2 separate regions of the Anas platyrhynchos genome follow, and region 1 is linked to region 2. The links are chromatin contacts, called in public Hi-C maps. All regions are on one chromosome and are shown on one strand. Each heading gives the region's core, a stretch centred on a gene start, on an enhancer-like site or on the middle of the called end of the contact. The rest is flanking DNA. Distances are from core to core; before and after follow the strand shown.

What was found. A called contact is a pair of places that touch in the nucleus more often than the background predicts.
Region 1: a Hi-C map of liver shows a contact between it and region 2, with 5 times the contacts expected there. The contact joins two enhancer-like sites. A contact is called at or near these places in 3 of 8 Hi-C or Micro-C datasets (liver, skeletal muscle and subcutaneous adipose tissue).

Annotation. Positions count from the first base shown.
Region 1 is chr19:10,879,259-10,886,179 of IASCAAS_PekinDuck_T2T, reverse strand. PIK3R6 (phosphoinositide-3-kinase regulatory subunit 6) reads right to left here. Exons shown (of 22, transcript XM_027471385.3): 14 at 6,382-6,481; 15 at 5,498-5,620; 16 at 4,904-5,014; 17 at 3,302-3,392; 18 at 2,557-2,627; 19 at 2,240-2,330; 20 at 1,699-1,769; 21 at 556-668. Among named protein-coding and RNA genes, the nearest start is that of PIK3R6, 25 kb to the right of the region's middle. Within about 2 kb of position 1,864, at least 2 of the 8 cell types and tissues checked have an H3K27ac peak or open chromatin away from gene starts, as enhancers often do.
Region 2 is chr19:10,776,786-10,784,350 of IASCAAS_PekinDuck_T2T, reverse strand. No RefSeq gene overlaps it. Among named protein-coding and RNA genes, the nearest start is that of PIK3R5, 6.8 kb to the left of the region's middle. Within about 2 kb of position 2,635, at least 1 of the 8 cell types and tissues checked has an H3K27ac peak or open chromatin away from gene starts, as enhancers often do.

The sequences.
Region 1 (6,921 bases), core at 615-3,114, 100 kb before region 2:
CTGGCTCACTTCAGTTCTCAGAAACTCACATTTTACCTATGCCCCACATGGCTTATGAAACACGAACCACAAACCCTGACTGTTCACTTCCAGCACATCATATGTCACTGACACCACTACAGCCACAGCAATCCCTGCCCTTTTAGCAGGGCTGAACTCTCCCCACACCTTCATATGCTTGAGATACCCCAGTGAGGACTGCAGTCAGTGTAGAGAGCATCAGCTCCACAAAACAATTTAGAAGACCTAAGATCTTGGATCTACCTTTCCTTCTACCATCTTAATGACAGCGCCTTACTTAAAATAGAAGAACCTTTTTCTTTTTTTTTTTTTTTTTACATTACCACCCCAAAATGCAAAGGTAGGAGAGCACCACTCTGCCCTGCTTTCCCTGGAAAAGCAATGTATTTACCCATAGGTCTTTTATCAGATATATACCCATTAGGACTAGGACTCCATGGGGAAGAGCTCTTCCACGTTGGAAGCCCTTCTTCCTGGGAGGGATGCAATTTAACGGGTGAGGTGTGCAGAGCCTGGCACATGGGGCATCCTCACCTGATCACATTCCTGTAGGTTCTTCTGCTGTCCTTGTCCAGGCACACCGTGAAGGGCCTCTGCTCTGTGCTCCTGATTTTGATATCACGCGTTTTCAACCTGTTTGCCACAGCCTGGATTGAGAAAGGAGGAAGAGCCCAGTGAGTGCTTCACTTCCAGGCCCCGTGCCACGCGGTGACTGGTGGTGTGTGCATGCTGGGTATGAAAGGGACAAATGATGCCTTTCTCTTTCAGTTTTAACCTCAGGTAGCTGATTAAAGATAGAAGTGTCTCTCTCTTCCACTTTCTGACATCACAACCTGGCCAAAGCTTGCAAGGGCAGACTTCGCAAACTGGCAAACTCTGCAGAGGTTGCAAGGCTTGGGGTGTCTCACAGGACACCTGGCCAGTTCTCCTGGGCCTTGGTGTACCTTGGTGGGCAGCGTGGGCCACAGCACCATGGTGTCTCCAAAAGCCAAGTGAAAACAAGCAAAAGAGTTCTGGCTATCTGGAAACACCAGCTGAGAAACTGAAGGCTCCAGGGCAACTCCAAATGTCCAAGGCACAATAATACAATAATATTGCAACCCAAACTGCAGAGACACACCCCCACAGGACAGTGTCACATATCATGTAAAACAAGAGGGACAGGAGCCCTATTTTTCAGTCCTATCTCTTGCATATCTATCACTCTGAGGTGCTGATTAGATTCACTGACATTCCTGCTTCCCTTTTATGCTTTGGTACAGCATTTCCCCAACAGCCTCGGTTCTGGTGGGCCCCAAAGTGGCTGACACAAGTGGTCTGGAGAGGACTCTGCTGCTGGAGTTGTGGAACTAATGGAGTTGATCTCAGAACTACAGATCCCCTCCCCTACCCAAGCAGGGTCATGATGTCTGGGGCTAAGCCTTTTTTCTCCACTTTGTCCCTTGGGTCACAGAATCTCGGTGACAGTTCAGTCCTTCAGGGTGTCCACACAATTTGATGTGGTATCCAGCTTGGGGCTTTCACTTGAAAAACTGGACTTTTCCATGGAAAACCTTCTCAGCGCAGGATGGCCCCAGAACCTTCCTATCCCCACGGAGAGCTCCCCCTTTCCTGTTGCAATAAGAACTTTCCATAAGGCTGACCCCTCCAGGGCCAGGAGCATCCACAGCCACTTACTGAGAAGGATCGTCCCGACAAGTTGTTGATCTTAATGATTTCAGTGACGTTCACATTCAGACACAACAGATCTGAAACAGAAGCAGTGTGTTAGCCTTGAACAGTGGCACAATCTCAGCTTCAAACGGGGATGATGCCTAATCTCATATCAGGTCGCCTGGGAGAGGGCCATGGGATGTGCGGGCAGAAGAGGAGGACTCCAGCAAGCTCTGTGGGCAGGGGTTTGCATGGGGTCATGCTCAGGGTGAAACCTCAACGGTTGTGCTTGAGGCAAGGTGAAAGAGGAAAGCTGCAGCAAGAGGAAGGTGCTGCCAAAACCAGATTATGGGTAAGCAGAACCCCAGGTTACAGGGAGCTCCACGCACGACATTCACGAGAAAACACAACCACAGGCCATGGTGACACCAGTATTTGTACGTCACAGATTTAACCCCACTGCCCAGGCACAATTGGCACTAAGTACTATGGTCAGATTTACTCTGTGGAGCACCAGAAAACTCAGCAAACCTCCTTCACATGCTCCTAAGCTGGAGGAACCCACCTTCGGCCTCATCGGCAGGGATGGCCTTCATCACGAGGCCTGTGGAGCGCAGGGACACCGACACCTCCTTTGCCCGCTCACTCACCACAACCTGCAGGAAAGGCTCTGTTAATTCAGCGGTTGTACCTGGGGAGTGTTGAGACAGTTTGTCACAAATACAGGGTTAGCTAACAGACTTTTAAAGTTCATCGGGACCTCTCTGTCCTCCCCCAGAGTGCAGTTCCAGGGGACAGGAGGAGGGCCTGATCACTGCTCTGGGGAGATCTGTGCCAGGTGTGTGGGCAGCGGCGTGTTGGGCTGCCCGAAGCCCCACTTACCTTCTTGTATGTTACTGCGAGATCTATGCCAGGGCCCTCCAGGGTTGTTTTCTTCTTGGTCAGGCTTAACTCTGCAAGGGAGGAACCAGGAAGGACTGAGGTTTCTCTCATCCCACCTGTCTGCAGCCAGAGGAGAGTGGTCCTCCCATGGGACGAGCCATCCCTCCGTCACACAGCAGCTGCGGGTGGGCACACCAGCCCCAGTCCTTGCCTACAGCAGCTGGGCTCTGTGCCCTCAAAAGGTCCAGTGAGTGAGATCTACGGACTCAGTATAGGGTCTGTGCCCAGCATCCACTGGATCAGACTGGGGTGCTGGATGCGACCAGCCTTCAAGAGCCCTTGTCCCATCACTGGCAACTCAAGGAAGCAGAATTTCTAACAGGGAAAATATCTGGAATGGGGGATGTTTTTAAAGCTATCAGCTTGTTCTTTCAGCCAGAATAAAATGTTGGTCCAACCTCAGAGGGTCCTGGATCCAACCAAAGCCTCCCCTATAAAACCTGGTTGACCAGGAGCCAGTGACCACAAGATGTCTCATTTAGACTGGCATCACTTGCCCAGGAAGGAGACAGAGGAGTTGAGGGAACCTTCTGCTCATTGAGGAATGAGGGCAGCTGCCCCGTGGCCCCATGGCATGGCCTTGCTTTCTGCAGGCTGAGGACTGGGTGGAAGGGAGCTGGGGCAGGTGAAACCCCCCCAGGGTGGCAGCCCCAGCTGTGGGGCTCCACGGGGAGGAAACACACACCTCTGTGGGAGATGCTCTCTTGAACCTGGGCACACAGCTCGGTGAGGAAGACGTCCTCAGCTGGCTCCAGTGCTGGGTCATTGAAGAAAACCTAAAAGAGAGGAAAAACTCTTAAGAACACCTTGTCCTTAGTCACCCTGGGACATCACACTGGGGTCGTGACATGAGAAGGTTCTCCAGAGCACACAGGTGTGAAAGGGAATCTATGATCTCCCCATGGCAGCCAGGGGAATATGGGATGGAGAGATCCGATTTCTGAAGCCCAGGAGCACGGCAGACCTTGCCAGGGCACAAGGCAGTGGGCAGAGCCATGGGCAGTGTCCCTTGCCACTGGGTGTCACTGCACGCTCACGGATGAGTCTGTCCCCAGCCATGCACCCAGAGGCAACCCACGTCAAGGGCAGGCTGACCACAGACTCTGGCTTAGCTTCAAGGCACGTAATTTCTCTCTAATACACCTAAATCAACTGGTCACTTAAGACCTATGTGTTATTTTTCTTTTCATGGGCTTGTTTTGAGAAAATATAGAGATTATGTCCTGGAGAGCTTCTGCTTACATCCAGCTCTTGTGGGGCTTGACCCTCACTTCCAGGAAAGTTCTCTGCAGCTGAAGAGGAACAGCGTGGTCTTAACCAAAAAGGCAAAACAGGCTCAGTGCTTCCAGAATCATACCCTGTATGACAGCAGGGTAGTTTAGGTGCCTCTATCTGAAAACCACATCTGGAGTCAGTTCCTCTTCCCCTGCTTGAGTCACTCACTCTCTCACTTGCTCTTGATTTCTGTCATGGAGGAGAAATGAGTAGAAAAATATTCAGAGAGAGAACAAAATCCCCTGCCACACAAGCTGAGGACCAGGCACTCCAGGTGTTTATAAGCTACATGTTATTAGATCAAGTCTGGGTGATGCTCTACCAGTAATTCCCAAAGCTCTTCCAGCTCTTTGCAAGCCACGTGCCAGCTTGCCCGTGCAATTGCTGCTCCTTTGGTGCAATAGATCACTGGGTTGGCCACAGTTAGATTAAAAGGAGATATGTGCATTGGTGTCACCTTAAGCTTTGAAGGGGGAAAACTGCCAGAGATGGGGGGTTAGTATTTCATGACCAAATAGAGTAGTTCTTTGCTCTCGTAACAAGTGCCAGGTCTCACTCTGATGCCATTTCAGAGAAAAGCTGGCAGGAAACAAAGAAAGACAGCATTTCAGGAAACCCTGCAAAGCCCCTACAAGGTATAGTAAGATTTTAGCAAAGCCACCCTGAAAACTCCTGTTTGATCACAGCACCCAAAGCATCAGGAGGCACAGAGCCCCTCAGCAAACCCATGTCGAACAGAGCAGGAAACCTATGGGTGTGTGGGGTGATTTTATGGTTTGCTTTGCTGACCTTCACAATCCTGAAATAGCCTTCCCAGGATCACTGACCCCAGCTGAGCTGTGCTAAGTGGAGCCACTGGACCTGGGAGCTTGGCAAGGAGCTGAAGGACTGGGGGGGCACAGAGACCAGGCTCAGAGCTGCCCAAAGACCCCAGGGGCTTTGCAGAGCACTTCCAGCAATGGGGAAGAAGCCTTACAGGGCCATGGGGCAGCACCAGAGATGGGGCACCCACCTTCACCGCGTAGACCTGGAAGCAGACGGGCTGGGCACCCATGCGGACGTAGTAGGCGATCACATCGGTGATGAAAAGATCAGTCACAAGATGTTTGCTCGGAGAGGAAGGCTGGGGGAAAATCATGCTGTGGATCAGCCACGTTCACTTCGTAAAAACACTGCCACAAACCCGCACAACCTTCCTACTAATTACTGAGCCATGAGCTCAGCTGCTCTGCCACAACTTAGCCAAAGCCAATGGAAGATGCAAAGACTTGCACCTGACTGCCAGCCTTTTCTGCAGGTTATCGATGGTGGCTCAAACTGCCAGGAAATGATAGCTGGGGTATTTCAGCAAATGCCTCATTTACATTTGCTTTTTTGAAATCTGCCATTTCCTGTCCCTTGACCAAAAAAACACATCGCTGCAAATGGGGCTTGTGGGCTGGGGCAGTCAGCCACTTGCACCATCCCCAGCTGTTGGAAGGACGAAAGCCTCCATCCAGGGCTCATAAGGGCTCTGCAGGCAGGAGCTCATCCCTGGGTGCCGCAGGGGCTTGGGGAAGGGGCCAGGCTCGGGCAGCACTGTGGAAGTGGGGAGGTTTCCTCGTACCATGGTGGCCAGCTTGGGGATCATGTGGCACAGCGTGTTGATGTTGCTCTCATACCAGGGGTCGGCTCTGCCCAGGTACCCGGCCACCTCGCAGAGCTCCTCGGGGCCGGCAGCAGCGTGGGTCTGCAGGAGAAATGCACAGCTCAGGGCACAACCACAGCTCAAAATACCTGAAGCCACAGAAACGGGGGCTTTTCCTGGGGAAACCATGCTAGGAGGCAGAGGGGAAGCAAATTGCCCGTGGGCAGCCCTCCACTTGTGACCCCTTTTTCTGCTTGATCCAAAGAAGATGGCAAAGCATTTTCTGCAGCACTCACTCAGCAGGTGCTCAAGAACAGCAAATCAGTGAAGAATTAAAAGAAGAAATACTCATTTTTATAATGGCAAATCCATTAGGACCCACAGCCAGCTCTGGGCCTCCTTCAAATATCGTAATAAGTAAGACTGTCTCAAAGCTCAAAGTTTGCCCAAGATAAACTGCAATGTGGTGACTTGCAAAACCAAAGCTGGGGCCCCAGCAAGCAGGCAAAGTCATCAGAAAGAGGCGACCGCTTCCTCTGAGAGCCTGGGAGGTGAGATGAGCACCAGCCCCTTTGCCAAAGCTCCTTTTATCCCCCGAAAGCTGGGCACAGCTGGAGCATGACAGAACTCCCTACCCTGTCTGAGCTGTGAGTTATCACCCCTGCGGGTGGCTGGAGCGACCCAAACATCTCCCAAGCTGATGGATCCCAAAAGGCAGCCTGCAAGCCCAGCCCAGCTGCTCCACCTTGGCTCCCACCCTCCTTGTTTTAGGAACCAGGTGTTCACCGGTGTGAATCCTGGCAGCCCCCTGTTCCTGCTCCAGAAAACACGGCAGCTCCTGGCAGCCGGAGGACTGGACTCACCGCGGCTGTCGGCGCGCTCCGCTGCCCCGTCACAACTGGGATGTAGTAGAACTGCAGGTTCAGCCTCGGGGTCAGGAACACACGCCGCGTTTCTCGCTTCCTTGACATGGAAAGAAGAAATAGCCGTGTCTCAGAGGTGAAGGGGGAGGAAAATGGCTCCTGACAGCAGCTCTGCAACACAAGCAAGCACCCTCCTCACTCGCCTCCTGGGCCCAAAGCAACAGGTGGCAGGAAAGCCCCCAGCTTCTCAAATCCTCCTGGGGCAGATGATGGGGAAAGGGGTGTCCCATGGGTGGGCTCTGGGCTGGGACCAGCCACCCCTTTGTGTCCAGCTCTGCACCGCAGCCCAGCCCCAGCCTGGGCCAGGAGCTTTCATTTAGGGTTCTCCCCTTGTGCATTGGAAAATGTCTTGTCTTGTTTTATTGCTTTGTTCTTTTTTCTTTTTTTTTTTTTTTTAACCAGTTTCATGCACAGAGGGGAAAAACTCCCCATGTCATCATTTGGGCAGTGCAGCCAGTGACAATGTTTTTCCACCATAGG
Region 2 (7,565 bases), core at 1,386-3,885:
TTCTTGATGGCTGCCAGTCAGAGTGATTAGTTCAGTTGGGATTATCCTATTGATAAAAATGCTTCAAATCTAGGTGGAAAAAGATCTTGTGGGGCAAGACCAGTTGCTGAGCTTTTTGTCGGGGCACTAACAAACTCTGTTCTCCACCTCCACTTCTGCAGCAAGACCAGCACAGGTTTTAACACGAAGTTACAAACCAAGCAATTAATGACACTCTGCAAATGCCCCTTTTCAAAGATGTTTTTTTTCTTGTGCCCGCGTGCCCCTGTGCCCCCCACCCCACAGCAGTGCTTCCCATCTGCCCAGAAGACAGCAGCATGGGGACCTCAGGGACAAGGAGCTCTGTGGGTGCAGTGACAGCTGCGGGTGGCTTGAGCCAGTGCCGCAGCGGGCAGAGGGGAGGAATCTCCTTCCACAGCCCCTGTCTCCCCAGGGATTTGCCCCCCATCACACAGATGCATCGCCCAGCTCGTCCACGTCCCAGCTTAGGGGTCCCTGTGTCTCAGTGAGGGGAGAGCAGCAGGCTCAGGAGCTGGGAATTGCCCAAATGTCCCAAGCAGGCTTCCCCCTTCCTGCAGCAGCTTTCCACTGGGTTTTTGCGTGCCTGTGTCCCTGGCCCCGCTGACCCTTTGCAGGAAGCCCGGTGGAATGTCCCCTCGCCCTGGGCAGCACCTCTGCAGACAGAAACTCTCCCTGTGCAGGCTGTGATCTCCCTTCGCCACCTCAAATTCCCCCATGCTGTCCCACATCTGCCCTGAAGCCTCTCCCCCACCCCAAATCCACCCCAGCCCAGTGCAGGAGGTACTGGCACATCATCCTTGCATGGGTCACACCAGCACAGAAATGGCACCGGAGCCTGGTGGCAGCTCCTGGGCTGCAGCAGGGCAGGGCTCAGCTGAACGTTAGCCAGGGAATGACCAGGGCAGGGAGCAAAGCCGGCTATGGGACGGGATGTCCTCTCAGCCAGAGAGGTGCTGGGGTGTTCTTGATGGATTCAGGCCCAGCCACACATTGGAAATGCAAAAAAAATAGCTCCAAAAAAAAGGCCACAAAGTCATCCAGCTGGAGTTGACCATGAACACTGTCCAACGGCTGCAGACGGCAGCCAGCACATCCCCTGAGGCTGTGCTCACATCTCTTTAGGATATGTTCGCATCTCCCAGGGATGTGCTCACATCTCCTTAGGATCCATTCACATCTCCCAGAGATGCACCCGGGGCTGCTCTGCCCGTGGCTGCAGAGGCTCTCGGTGCGCCCGTTGCTTCCTTCTCTGCCCGTTCCCACAATGACAGAGCCCCACAGCCCCGGCTCAGCACCCCAGGGTGCCCGCTGCCTGCACAGCTTCAGAGGGAAGGGGAAGCAGGATCCAGCAAAAAGGGAACCTGCTTTTTCTCGCTGGTTCCTCCCACGACTTGTGTTTTTCATTTCTCTGGTGCAATGTAAAGGATACTGAAAGATTGCTCAACACCACCTGAATCTGACCCTTGAGAAACGAAAATGGGCCATAGGCTTTGGTGGCGGCAGACCTGACCCCAGACCTTCCCCTTCTGCCTTCCGTGCAGGAGGTGAAAACGTGACCTTAAACAACCTGATCCTGCGAAGAGCTGAAGGTTTGGGGCTGGGGGTGGAGGGCTCCAGAGAGCCCTCAGCATTCGTGCTTCCCACTCAAACTTTGTCTGACCCACACTCTCCTGCCCTGTGCAGGTGGACTTTGTGTGCCAAGTCAGGGCGTGGGGTGTCTGGAGCAAACCCCTGCTAAACCCTGGCTCCCTTCCACCTCCAGTCCCTTCTTCCGCAGAGAAGGTCTGATCCTGGCCCTCCTGCAGCCCTCGGGACCATTTCCATTTCAGTCTCTGGCTTCATCACACCAGAAGCCAACCTGGTGCTTGCTAGAAGCCCTCCGTGCTTGTCACAGGGAGAAGGAAGACCCGGGGAACGATCTGGGAAGGAGTCTGATGCAATCAAACATCTTCCCCACCGTGATATTAACAATTGCAGGGGTGATTGTGAGCAAAGGAGACACACACACACACACACACACACACCCTGCTGCCCCCACAGCCACACCACACCGTGGTTGGGGTTTGCAGGTGAGCTGTGCACTGTTACACAAGTGGCCCGTGCTCTTTATAGGACCAGGTTTGCATCTGGCACAGAATGACAGAGGTGTGGAACAGGATGGGGTCCTCCTTTCCTACAAACAAAGGGGTGCAGAAATCAGGGCTGACATGGAAACTGAGGGGAGACAGCTGGACCTCGAGGGACCATGCTTTCCACGGCGTGGAGCTGAGCCGATTGCTTTGCACAATGTTTCCCTGCCATTCCTCACCACTCACTTTGGATGTTTGCCATTTTGCAGGTAAAAATGCTCAGCTGCTCCAACACCGGGCTGTGCCTGCTGAGCTGCTGCCTCTGGGATTCACTTCACGACCCCTTGGGGCAAGACGCTCCTGTAAGAAGTCCCCTTGCATGCAGAGAGCCGGCCTTGTCCCCGCCTAAAACTCTCTCCCGAAGCTGGAACCCCCTATTCCTCACCTTTCGGAGCTTCGTCCCATGCCCGCTTCCCCAGGGCTTTGCAGCAGGGCTGTTCCTGGCCCCTGGGAGGGGGCAGGGGAAAGGGGCAGAGCCCTGGGCTGGCAGCGGGCTGGCTTTGCACGGGCTGAGGCTTCCACCCTGCGTCCTGCCGCAGAACTGCAGCGCTGGATGCTGAGCAACACCCGGGGGTGCGACCCCGGACAGCACCCACCCGGCGTCCTGCACCCCCGGACAGCACCCACCTGGGGGGCTCTGCCTCCAGCAGCTTCATGGGGTCAGCACGGAGGAGAGGTGTGGGGTGCCAGGGCAGCACTCTGAGCTTTACCACGGCCACCCCTGAGCCCGCAGCACCCCGGTGTTGGAGCATCCCCTCTCCCGCCGAGCCCCTCCGCAGCGGTCGGTGCCTTCGGGTGCCAAAGCCTGGATTTGGGAACACGCTCCGGGCACTGCGGCTGGAGCCGCGGCCGTACCCAGCTGCCCCCGCTCCGTGTCACCGAGGGGCTGCAGAAGTCCTGTGGGAACGCAGCGCGGCGGGTGGGCCTCTGGCAGTGCAGTGTGCTGCTCTGGGGGGAGCCGGGGGGAGCCCTCAGCAGCCCCCGGTCAGACGTGGAGGTGGCAGCACGCCAAGGCAGCCCTGAGCCCCCAGCACGCTGTGCCAGGAGCCCTGGCTGCCACCCGGGGCCACCAGGTCCCCAGGCGGTGCCACCCAGCCGTGCCCCCCTCCCTGCGCAGTGGCCGGGGGCAGCTTTGGGGGGCTGCCATCCTCTCCGCCACCCTACAGCAGAGGCACATTTTCAAGGCTCATTTTGTGATGGACGAGCCGCAACAAAGCCGCAACATCGGAGCTGCAGGCAGGAGCCGCGGGGTGGTTCCTGCGCCTCCCCACAACCGGTGGCAAAGCCTTTCTGCCAGCCCAGCCTTTGGGGACAGGGGCTCCCGGGGCTCCCCAGCCCTTCTGCTCCCCGAGCTGGGCGCTGGGTGCCCGGCAGGTGGCAGCAGGGCCCGTGGTGACAGCGGTGGCACCGCGCAACGAGCCGCGGGCTGCAGCCGGGGACGCGCGGCACCGAGGCATCTGAGGTCGCTGCTGCCTGGGATGGGAAAGGTTTTGGGGCCATCCCGCTCCTCCTGGAAGGACAGAGTTGCTGCCAACACCAGCTGGAGGGGATTTCTGCAAAGGTTTGGGGAGGGCTCGACCTGAGCGGCTGGGAGCACGCAGGGGCTGCGGGAGGCAGGGGACAGCTGGTGACAGTGTCCTGAGGACGTGCCCCGGGGAAACCAGCGGGCAGCGAGCCCTTCCAGCTCCCCTCCAGGTGAAGCACCTGATCTGCTGCTGAAACCTCGCTCACTCAAACATGTTTCGGACATATATTTAATGTTTGGCATTTTGCGGATGAAAGGGTGCTGGGGGCTTGGGGAGCAAAGTGCGATGGCAACGGCACCTCCCTGTTCTTTCGGAGGTGCCCACCGAAGGCTGCTCCCCTTCACCAGCCCCAGGCTGCAGAAACTCCGGGGAGGGAAGTGGGGAAAGGCAGGGGATGGGGAAGGGGACAGGGATGGGGCCGGGGACAGGGCAGGCAGCCAGCACAGCCCCTGAAGGTGGCAGTGCCCAGGGTCCGGGGTGGGGACAGGCAGAAGTGCGCAGCCGGGAAGGTGTCGCTGGGAGCCCTCCTCTCCCAGGAGGTTTGTTGGGATGTTAAACCTTTCCCTTTCAGGCCCCAGGGGCAGGTGCAAAGCAAGTCAGGAGGGTGAGGAAGGTGCAACATGAGCGGCCTTTTGTCCCCCAAATTGAGAAGGAACAAAAGACCTGTTTGTCAGCTGGAGGAAACGCTATTCAACATTTCCCCCAGGCTGAAAAACCGCATTGCAAGGCAACGCGTAGCAGTTGGGAGCTTTTTATACTGGTAAAATCTCTCTGCCAAGGGCTGGTGCAGGCAACCCGGCAAAGCCCCGGAGCAGCCCCTGGGCCCCCCCACGGGGAGGACGGGGCAGGAGGGTGGAGAAGGGGAGGTGCAGGGGGCAGCCCTGGGCGAGGACCAAGTGCAGGACCCTCACTCCTCCCCCGGGCAGGAGACCCCCTCGGCCTCTCTGCCCTGCATAAATCTTTAAACTTCAATTAACTCCACTTCCCCCAGGGGTGGGTTTCACCCTGGTGCTCTAATTCTCATTTATTTTAAGGCTGTTCCGTGCTTGGGAAATCCATTGGCATTTCTCGGCTCGGATTTGCCAATTCGTGTGTTTTAACGTGAGTGTAAATCCAAGCCTAGCAGTCAGCGGGAGGCCAGCAGGGGTGGCTGTGTCACTCTTTGTGCTCTCCGGGTCTCAGGCGGTGCAGAGATGTGCACCTTCATCTGTGCATTTTGGGGCAGCACAGGAACAGCCGACACTGTGTATCGAATCTCACAGAAGTGATATTTTTCCGTGTCTGTGCCCACACACCTGGGGACACCTCCAAGTGGCCAGGAGACCAGTGTCAGGGACAGGAGGGAGCAGTGAGACCCTGGTGCAGTGTTTGGTAGCAGTGAGCTGGGGACAGCTGGAATTTGTCCTCTGAGGGATCTGTGTGCATCTTTGGGCCACCTGTGGGCTGGGGACAGGGACAGGCAGGACCCCTCAGATAAGGTTGTTCTCCGGCTGAATCAAAACCAGGCAGTGTTCAGGGAGGACAGGATTTACTTTACTCTAGCACACAATGAACTCTGAAAAATATTTTTATAAAAATAATTTTTAAAAATATTTAATTTTAAAAATTAAAAAAACATATATTGATGACAAAGAGGGTAGGGATGGGTCAGAAAAATGAGTTTTTCTCTCTTTCCACCCCTTGTTACTAAGGCATCTGGGGACAGGGCTGGGGAGTGTGACCAGCTGGCATGTAGCAGCCTTTCCTGCTATGGGCAGCAGAGCACAAACATCACTGCCCTGCTGAGCACCTGGGGAAACAGGCCAGAACACAGCCGCCCACCTACCTTTGGGCAGGAGGAATGCCGGGTGGGTTTGGGAGGCTGCGGGCCCATCAGCAAGGCTCTGCTTTCCTGGAGGCTGATGCAGGCAGGCGAAGGCTGCTCAGAGCCCCTTCCCCAGCCCCTGCACCTGGGGCTGACCCCGTGCCTCGCCGCCTGGCCAGAGAAGCCCACCCCGCTGCCTTTCTGCAGGTTCCCCTATTAAAAGGTTATAGCCACTCGAAGGCCACTTCATCCAGCTTAATACATACTTAATTATAATTGGGTTAGGATGGCTGCCAAAAAGAGAGCGAACGCTGCGAAGCGTTCTGGGTACGGCTGAGCAAAAAGCCGTGTCCTGCTGTCCTTTGGGTGACGTGCCCTCGCTGCACCGAGCCCCACGTGTGGGGACACCCTGCTCCCGGCAGCCTCTCCGTGCAGAGGTGGTTTGGGGTCTGGGGAGTCCCCCGGCACCCGTTGTACCCCTCATGTGACAAGAGGGCATTCTGCGTAAGGAAGGTGTGTGCTCGCAGTCCCCATGGCCATCTGCATGATGCCCACTGCTCAGCCCCAAGGACAGACCCTGCTGGCTCAGTCCTGCAGATCCCCCCCCACGCTGTGACGGTGCCTAAGGGAACAGGAGGCTTTCTGGAACCTTTATTTCTTTATTATTTTGAAACATACAGAGACAGGCAGCAGCCCCATCACCTGCACTGCTGAAACAGCCTGCACGGCACTGCCACCACTGCAAACGGAGCCCCAAGAGCCCCCTCATCCCTGCAAAGCAAATGCTGGAGAGGAGTAAATCATTTGATGAAGGGAGTTGTTAGGTGGCTCAGAAGCTCTGGGGATGTGTGTGTGTGTGTGAACAACCCTGCTCCCAAGGCAGCTGGGGTACCCTCAGTCCTGCCTGCCCTGGCCCCACGCAGCCGTGTGCCCTCCATCCCCGCCCTCTCTGCCCAGGTCCGATCTTTGCCTAACATCGGCTTAAGAAGATCAAATTCCTTTTCACGACTCTATTCTGACTCAGCGGGGAGGAAAATTCCCAACAAGAAGCTCAGTGCTTCAGCTCCCCGGCCTTTCACAGGTCCTGTATGAAACGAACGTCTTGGGGTTTCCTGGGCAGACTCCATCGAGGTAGGAAACCTCTGCGGGGCCACTTTCTGGTGCCAGTCCCAAAGAAAATCCCACACCAGGCTGGTGTCGATTGCATCCATTGTGCCCAGAGGACATTTCTGTAACGTAGGTGAGGAGCTGTCTCTGCTCCCATTAGCTATTTTAAAGGTGTTTGTTGTTTTCAAGGAGCATTGCTCGCTGCACGTTGCTCGCTGCAATGTCCCTGCCCTAGCAGGGCAGTGGTTTCGCTGTCCCAGCTCGACCCAGCTGCTCTCCCTTTGCTCTGGGCAGTGTTTAGCCACTGCCATAACACCGACTGGTTTCCCTCTCCATCGGGGTTCCAGGAACCTTGTGTTTTCATTGCTGCTCCAGTTTGGTTAACAAAGGTAAAAGCAGCAAGAAAAAAAGACCATTTTTCATTTGAGTGGTACTGGCCTAGACTCAAGAGGAACAAACTTCACTGTGTTCTTCCCCAGATGGGACCTGGAGGCAGATACTTCTCAGTCAGCTCAGTTTTCCTACTGAAATAATGTCCAGCAGCTCCCAGTGCCTGCCATGGGTGCCAGGGCCAGCAGCAGCTGGGAACGCGCTGGTGTCCGCCGGGGCTGCATCATCTGCAGGCAGCACGGGGGAGGTCAGCACATCCAAAGCCTCCATCCATGGGCAGCAGAAGGGCAGCTGCAGGGGAAAGATCAGAGCTAAAGGTCAGAGCTGGGTACCTGGGGACAGATTTGCTTATTCTGGCTCCCAAACAGCTTCACAGGCTGCCCAGACCCTTGGCTCAGCCCTGAGGGGAGTTTTCTTGGGTGGGCACAGAGCTGGGGGTCCTGGGGCAGGTCTGTCCCCAGAGCCCAGGGACAGCAGCTCGGAGCTGGGCAGTGGGTGGTTGTGATGGGAAGAGGCTAGCCCTAAAAATGGCAGCAAGTCCTTTGTGAAGGGTGGACTCGCTCCCACGTCCCCTGAGATCCAGGATCC